Regions from separate parts of the Mus musculus genome. Here region 1 is linked to region 2. The links are chromatin contacts, called in public HiCAR-type maps. All regions are on one chromosome and are shown on one strand. The core of a region is the stretch at or near the end of the contact, and the rest is flanking DNA. Distances in the headings are between cores, read along the strand shown. Region 1 holds the start of Ficd (FIC domain containing). Region 2 holds the start of Pitpnb (phosphatidylinositol transfer protein, beta).

Region 1 (3,726 bases), core at 694-3,193, 2.4 Mb after region 2:
AAAAAGCTTGGGCCCAGGCAAGGCCTTTAATCCCAGGAGACTGAGGCAAGGAGATCTCTGAGTTCAAAGTCAGCCTGGGCCAAAGCAAGTCCCAGATCCAGGCGTGGCGGTACACACCTTTAATCTGGGCCACACCTTTGCTGGAGACCTACATAAGGACATTGGAAGAAGGAAGATTCGCTCTTCTTCCCCTGCGTGCACTTACTTGCTGGCACATCTGTTGGAACCTACTTCTACAGAAGACCAGCTGAAAACACCCAGCCTCGTGCAACTGAGCAACTACCGGATCCTTGGACTTCCCACTCACAGCTGACTATTGTTGGAGAGTTGGGCTACAGACTGTAAGTCATCATAACAAATTCCCTTACTATATAGAGACTACCGAAAAGTTCTGTGACTCTAGAGAACCCTGACTAACATACTACATTATAAAATTATATTTAAACATAGTTTCCTCATGCTGTGGTGACCCCCAACTATAAAATTATTTCATTACTACTTCATAGCCATACGCTTGCTACTGTGATGAATCGTAATGTAATGTAAATAGCTAATATGAGAGCCCTGTGGGGTCATGGCCCACAGGTTGAGAATCACCGCACTAGCGTTATCTGGAGGGAAAGGAACTTCAATTGAGAACAATGTTTCCATAAGATCCAACTGTAGGGCATTTTCTTAATTAATGATTGATGGGGGAAGGCCCCGCCCATTGTGGGTGGAGCCATCCCTGGGCTGGTCAGGGGGTTCTATAAGAAAGCAGGCTGAAACCGGATTTGGTGGTATATGCCTCTAATCCCAGCACTCAGAAGGCAGAGGCAGAGGCGGGAGGTTGGGGCTAGCCTGGCCTATACAGTGAGTCCCAGACCAATTTAAGCTACCTGCAGGTGACAGATCAGTAAAGTAGATTGACACCACCAAGTCAGTCTGCTAGTGGCAGAGCTGGGATGCGAACCCAGGGCTGTGTGGCTCCATGAAAAGAGTCCCAAATCCAGAACCTGAGGGCTAAGGCAGGTAGGAGCCAAACTTGGTGACCTGCGTTCAATCCACAAACCCATATGGTAGAAGGAGAAAGCCCAGGTTTGCAAACTGATCTCTGTGCACGTGCGCGCACACGAACTTTTTTTTTTTTTTTTAATTAAGAGATGTGAGCTGTTGTCCCATTCTGCCGTTGAGAAAACTGATCCAAGATCACAAGAGACTGAGGGCAAAAATCTGAATCTGTGGGCCGTCTGACTCCAGAGTGTGCCCAGTAACCTCTCAAAGCAGGCCCTGGGAGCTTCCGGTTCAATATTTGTGGGTTGAGATGGGAGCCCTGCCCTCTGCACCAAAGAAAACTTAATTTGGTAAACAAAAAGCCATAGCCAGCCGCTCCAGAGAATGCAAACTAAAAAAGGTCAGGAGGGCATGTTGGCTCAAAATGACCCGGGTTGAATACTAAGCCAGCTCGGGCTACACAGTAAGTCCCGACCAACCTGGGCTACACCGTGAATTAATTCCTAGCCAGGCCTGGTCTACACGGTGCGAAGCCATCTCAAAAACAAAAGTAGATTAGAGAGGACAAGAAAGGGGGTAAAGAAAAGGGACAAACGGTGAAACCGGGACTAAGAAGTGGGAAACGTTTGGTGATGTGGCTACTGCCATTGCACACCAGAGAAACTGAAGCACACAGAGCCTAGGTGGAGGCCCAGGAAGGTAGCAGATGCTGGGACGGGAAAACAGGACGCAAATGCTCGCCCTAGCCGGTGGCCTCGACCCCGCCCCATGCACACAAGCGACAGCCAATGGAAGCGGCACACGGCGCGCCTTTCCCGGGGGGATGCTCTAGCTAGCTCTAGAACCCGGAAGCGCGGCGGATGGACAAGTCGAGACAGCCAATCCGCCGCGGCAAGGGCGGCCGTCCGTCCAATGGCGAGGCGACGGGAGCGGGGCGAGGTGGTGGGGGCGGGGCCTGCGACCGCGGCTGCGGGGAACGGCCGCGCGGGTTTGGATGCTGGAGGCGGGCACGAGCCCTGGGCCGGTTCGTAGCGGGAGCTCGCGGCAGCCTCATTCCACCCCCCACCCCACCCCCCGCTTCGGGAGTAAGCCGAAGTCTGCTGGGCTCGAGCCGCTGCACAGGCCGCGCGAAGTGATGACGTGGCGGGTCAGGCCCCGGAGCTCCGGCGCCGCCTGTCAGAACGGCGTCATCCCTCATCTGTAAACCGGGAGCTACAGGTAGCTTGCTCGCTCTTCGCAAGGGGGCTGACAGCGTGCAAGGCTGGCCGGCAGCGCAGTGTCCGGCACACCATAGTTGCCCAATAAATGCTTATTGTTGGCAAGATGGCATTTGCATACCTGATCCCTCGCTCCCCCCCCCCATCCCCCGCCAGCCCCCAAGCTTGTGTTCGCCCTCGCTGAGGTAGGGCATCATCACCCACTGTTGTTGGCCAGGCCTTGGGTTTCCCTGTCTATGATGGACAAGCCAGGGAAGGAAGGGCAGAAGGGACACAACATTGGTCACCGAGGCTGTCGGTATTCATATGGTAACATCAGGACACCAGACATTTGTCCTTATCGAAGATTGTGGTGTGTGTCCAGGGGCGTATGCAGGAGTTACAGCCCAAACACTAGGTGTCCTGTGGCAATAGTCGCTTGTGGTGGACTAGTGGACTAAGAGGGGGGCTGAAAAGTCCCCGACTTCACTTTTCTGAGTTCTGATTGCATCTCCTCTGGGGAGGGCGGTGTGGAAACATCACCTCCTGGGGTTGTAGGCTGAGATTATGAAAGTTAATATATATAAATGCATTAGAGTCCTATCACTCTACCCCGGAGGAGCTATGGGTTAGGATGAATCTTCCCAGGCTGGCCCTGCACCATGAGACCCCTCCCCCATTTCCGTGGTCCCTAATGAATTAGAAAGTGTGACGATTCTGTGTCTGGTCTCTCCATCTGGGAACGGGTCCACTCCCACTGCCTCATTCTTTTACAATGCTTGGTTCCTTGCAGGGTCCAGCTTTTCCTCTGTGTCGAGTGCTCTGGGCCCAGCCCTCAGTCCAGATGATACTCATGCCAATGGCGTCGGTGGTGGCAGTGGCCGAACCCAAATGGGTCTCCGTCTGGGGCCGTTTCCTGTGGATGGCGCTGCTGAGCATGGCTCTGGGGTCGCTGCTGGCTCTGCTGCTGCCGCTGGGAGTTGTGGAAGAGCATTGCCTGGCTGTGCTCAGAGGTTTCCACCTGCTCAGGAGCAAACTGGACAGGGCACAGCCTGTGGTCCCCAAGTGCACCAGCCTATGCACAGAGCTCAGTGTCTCCTCCAGGGATGCAGGGCTGCTGACAGTCAAGACTACGGCGTCTCCAGGTGAGTGTGCTGGCCAACTTGGTTGGCCTTGTCAGTTTGTGTGTGTGTAAGCATGAGGGCGTCCCAGTGAATGAGACAGTCCGGAACTCCAGTCTGATGAGTGACTGAGAACGGGTGTCCCAGCATTTGGAGGGAGACACACAAAGGGTGGGCCCTGAGCTGCACCTCAGATCTACATGGGGGTGGTTCAAGGAAGAGCACCTGAGAACAGTGCTCCCTCTGGCCAGAAACCACTGGGGATGGGACTGGAGAGCGGTCCAGGAACTCAGGGAAGCTGAGTGTGGGTGGGTGCTCACCCTCGAAGCACAGAGCTCAGTGCAAAGCATGCCCCGTGTGCACAGTGAGTGTTACAGCAGCCTACCTGGATGCCAGCGGCACACTGTCCCCAGGGG
Region 2 (3,776 bases), core at 686-3,185:
TCAATTTTAAGAACTATATGAAATTAAAAAAGTTATGTGTATTATTTCCTGGAAGTGGAGTTACAGGTGGCTTCCTAGTCTTCTGCAAGAGTAGTCATCTCTTCAACCTCTCTTTGGCTTTCCTTTTTAATTTACTGTTGCTGATCCCTGATAGTTTTTATATGGTTTTCATTCAAAAACCTTCTATTACCATGTGATATGTATAGGTGCTTCATGTAATTTTGGCTTTTTTGTGGTGTTTAAGACTGAACTCAAGCTGGGCGGGGTGGCACACGCCTTTAATCCTAGCACTTGGGAGGCAGAGGCAGAGGCAGAGGCAGAGGCAGGCGGATTTTTGAGTTCGAGGCCAGCTCTGTCTACAGAGTGAGTTCCAGGACAGCCAGAGCTATACAGAGAAACCCTGCCTCAAAAAAATCAAAAGGACTGAACTCACTGCTAGGACATTAGGCAAGTACTCTATAAACTGAGCTACATTTTCAGTCCCTTCCTACTTTTTATTCTCTAAACAGTCACCTATCTTTGGTTGTATAAATTAAGTCTCTACAAGATTCTTTATTCCAGATTTCTTGAAGTCAACCAGCCAGGATTCAGGTCCAGGGCTTCATCTTCAAAGTCCAACCCAGTTTCCCAAATCGGGACAACTGACCTATGCTCTGATATCTAACAAAATTAAGGAACACTTGGGACTGGGGTTGGAGAGATGGCTCAGCAGTTAAGAGCACTGGTGGTTCTTCTAGAGTATCTGGGTTCAATTCCCAGCACCCACGACGTGGCAGCTCACAACTGTTTGAAACTCCAGTTCCAGGGGATCTGACCTCATCCAGGTATACATGCAGGTAAAACACCAATGTACATAAAATATAAATAAATCAATCACTAGAGAGGGGAAGAATATTCTTGAGACTATTTCTAGTTTTTATGAAAATATTTTCAAGATCATTCGATGAGGGAAAAAATATGGTTTGACACAAAGTATAGAGAAATCAAATTTACCTAAAATGCCCGTTGACACAAAGAAGATTATTCCTGCAGCTATCCAGCTCCCTAGGAATCCCACTAAAAGGTCCTTGAATCCCAAGTTACTAAGTTCAGTGAGTGAGGAAGCAGAGGGCAGTCCAAGAGCAGTACTTAGTCACTGTTTCAAAATTGTTTTATCAAAGTTGTTAGGTCAACTAGTGCTTAAAGCCCGTGTTGGGACGGGCTTCTGATTGGTCTTAGTAAAATTTAACTTTCATTCTTCCTGTAGTGAGTTCTTTGCCCCGAAAGCACATAATGAAAAACCAATGCCTTAGACACGTAGAATTCGTCTAGAATTAGTCTACCCAACTGGGTCTGGGTCTGTCTCATGCAAAATTGCTTTTGTTGAGGATTCAATGTTTGGACAGGGGCTCAGTTGTTAAGAACACTGGGGGTTCTTGCAGAGGACCCAGGTTTGGTTCCCAGCACTCACATGGCATTTCACAACTGTCTGCATCTCCAGTTACACGTGAACCTCAGTATGCATGAGACACACAGGGAGCAGACACAATACAGGCAAACCAGATAGATGTACCCTTAAAAAGGTTAGTTAGGACAAGGGGCGAACACATCAGGATTTTAACACCGGTCTGTCTGGGTTTCTAGAACACGCTCCTGCTAAACCTGAGGTCGTCCTCGGCTCCCACACCTGTGCGAACTCAACGTCGTTTAGGGTCCCGACTGGAGAACTCACTGGAAACCATAGGCTGCACAGCGCCGTGAGAGACTAACGCTGGCAGGAGGACGCCGCGCTTGCTGCCCCACTGCTCGCCGAGAGTACGCAGGCGCGCTCCAAGGCTCACCAGCGCGCCAAGGGGCCACGCAGCCGCAGTGGAGGCCTCGTGCTCCGTGAGCGGGGCGTGGACTGGGCGGAGTCAGCTCCCCCAGGCGCGCTGACGCAATGGCCGGCGGCGGAAGGGCGCGGACGCGCAGGCGCTCCCGGGGCTCGGACGATTGGGAGGCGGGGCTACGCTTGCGTGTTGCGAGGCCCGGCGGTGGCGGCTGGCGGCGGCGGCTGTGAGGGGTTCCCGGAAGATGGTGCTGATTAAGGAATTGTGAGTGGGTCGTTGGGCTCGAACGAGGTTCCGGAATGCGGGCTGGGGAGGATCGGTGGGCTCCGCGAGGAGGGCGCTCCCGGGTCGCAGTTGGCTCCTTCCTGGAGCCCCCAAGGCCCTGTGCGGCGCCGCCGCCCTCCGCAGTCAGCGCCAGGGTCGGCGGTGCGGCCGGGGCTCTCGGGGGAGCCGGGAATGCCGGGCGAAGGGTCGCCCGCAAGTTCGAGCCCGACCCACCTCAGGCTCAGTGAAGCCCACTCTAGATCATGCCCCTGCGGTCGCTCTCAGACCCCTCATCTCTAAGATGGGGAGACACCGGCCCCACCTGCTTCACTGGGTTCGGTGCGGGGTTAAACACATGGTGCTTAACACGGCAAATAAAGACTTTTCCCAAGTTCGTCGGACTGGTCCCGTCATTCTGTTGGGAAGTTGTGGCTTCCCCCTCTGCTTAGAGCCACGGACATCACAGGAAACCGTGGTGGCGGGGAATGTTCAGCTGTCATACCTGAGCCGGTGTCCCTTGTGCAATTTCAAGTGTGACCCATTTTGTTGTTGCTGTTCTTCCTCGGCCCTGGTTTAATTTCAGATTCTTAAAAGAAGCAAAAAAAAAAAAAGACGTTAAGTTAGCTGTCTAGATTCCTTGCCTGTATTAACGTCAACCTTGTAAAAATCACTAACAAGGTTTCTCTACTTAACACTGCCCAGATTCTATTTTCTGCTCATATGTAATTTTTTTTCCTTGCCCATTCCAGCATTACAAGACCCCTTGTTCCTCTGTCGCTCTGTATGTTGGCTTTCCTTCTCTTTCTGCTGACTCGAATGCTTTTTCCTCAAATCAGTAGCTCACCTTAAAGGTCTTGGGAAGTGTGTATTGTTTGTCTTTCTGACTGTTCGCCCTACATTGTGCAGGATACTCACTCTGATACCTCCATTTTTTTTGGATCAGTCTTTAGTACATAGCACATCTTCAGCCAGCATTTGGTGTTTTTAAAGATTTGCCTGTTTATATGTGTATTTAAGTGTTTGCCTGCGTGTGTGCATATGTGCTGCGTTCATACAGTGCTCTTGGAGGTAGTAGTAAGAGGGCATTAGGCATTGGATCCCCTGGAACTAGAGCAAGAAGTGAGCCACCGTCCATGGGCTGGAAACTGAACCCAGTTACTCAGAGCAGCAAGTCCTCTTAGCCGCAGAGCCATTTCTCCAGCCCTTCAGCAAACTCTTGTTAAATGAATTGGTGACGATTCTTTTTCACTTTTAGGAGAACACTTTTAATTACATTTGTATGGAGAGGGGTGTACAGGGTAGTACACCGAGTGCTTTTGGAGGTCAGGGGACAGCTTTCGAGTCAGTTCTCTACTCCTATTAGGGTCCTGCACCTGAAACTCCAGTCATGCCTTTGCCTGCTGGGCCATCTCTGGCCTGAAGAAGTACTACTTTTTTTTTTTTTTTAGTGACAGGGAGTCTGAAAAAAGGCTTACTTTCGCATTCTGCACACAGCAAAGATTTACACTTAAAACATAATCATACTACTGAACTTTGAGTTTATGAAAACTTTCTTCCAAGTAATTTTAACAATGTATCTTGTAAACATCACCTAACATTACTCTAGTGGCAGATATTAAAACAGGAGAATATGCGATAGACAGGAACTGACTTGTGCCAAGCTACCTAGGAAGAGAGATGCTAGACTGACTGCACATGAGGCAT

The links. HiCAR-type assays count read pairs that join an accessible place to other places.
Region 1: a HiCAR-type map of astrocytes shows a contact between it and region 2, with 3 times the contacts expected there. The contact joins the promoter of Ficd here to the promoter of Pitpnb in region 2. A contact is called at or near these places in 2 of 115 datasets of contacts at active chromatin or transcription factors (astrocytes and thymic regulatory T cells).

What each region holds. Positions count from the first base shown.
Region 1 is chr5:113,733,839-113,737,564 of GRCm38.p6, forward strand. Ficd (FIC domain containing) reads left to right here and starts at 1,944. Exons shown (of 3, transcript NM_001010825.3): 1 at 1,944-2,211; 2 at 2,983-3,334. The coding sequence starts at 3,034.
Region 2 is chr5:111,328,762-111,332,537 of GRCm38.p6, forward strand. It overlaps Pitpnb (phosphatidylinositol transfer protein, beta), which reads left to right and starts at 1,936. Exons shown (of 12, transcript NM_019640.5): 1 at 1,936-2,072. The coding sequence starts at 2,053.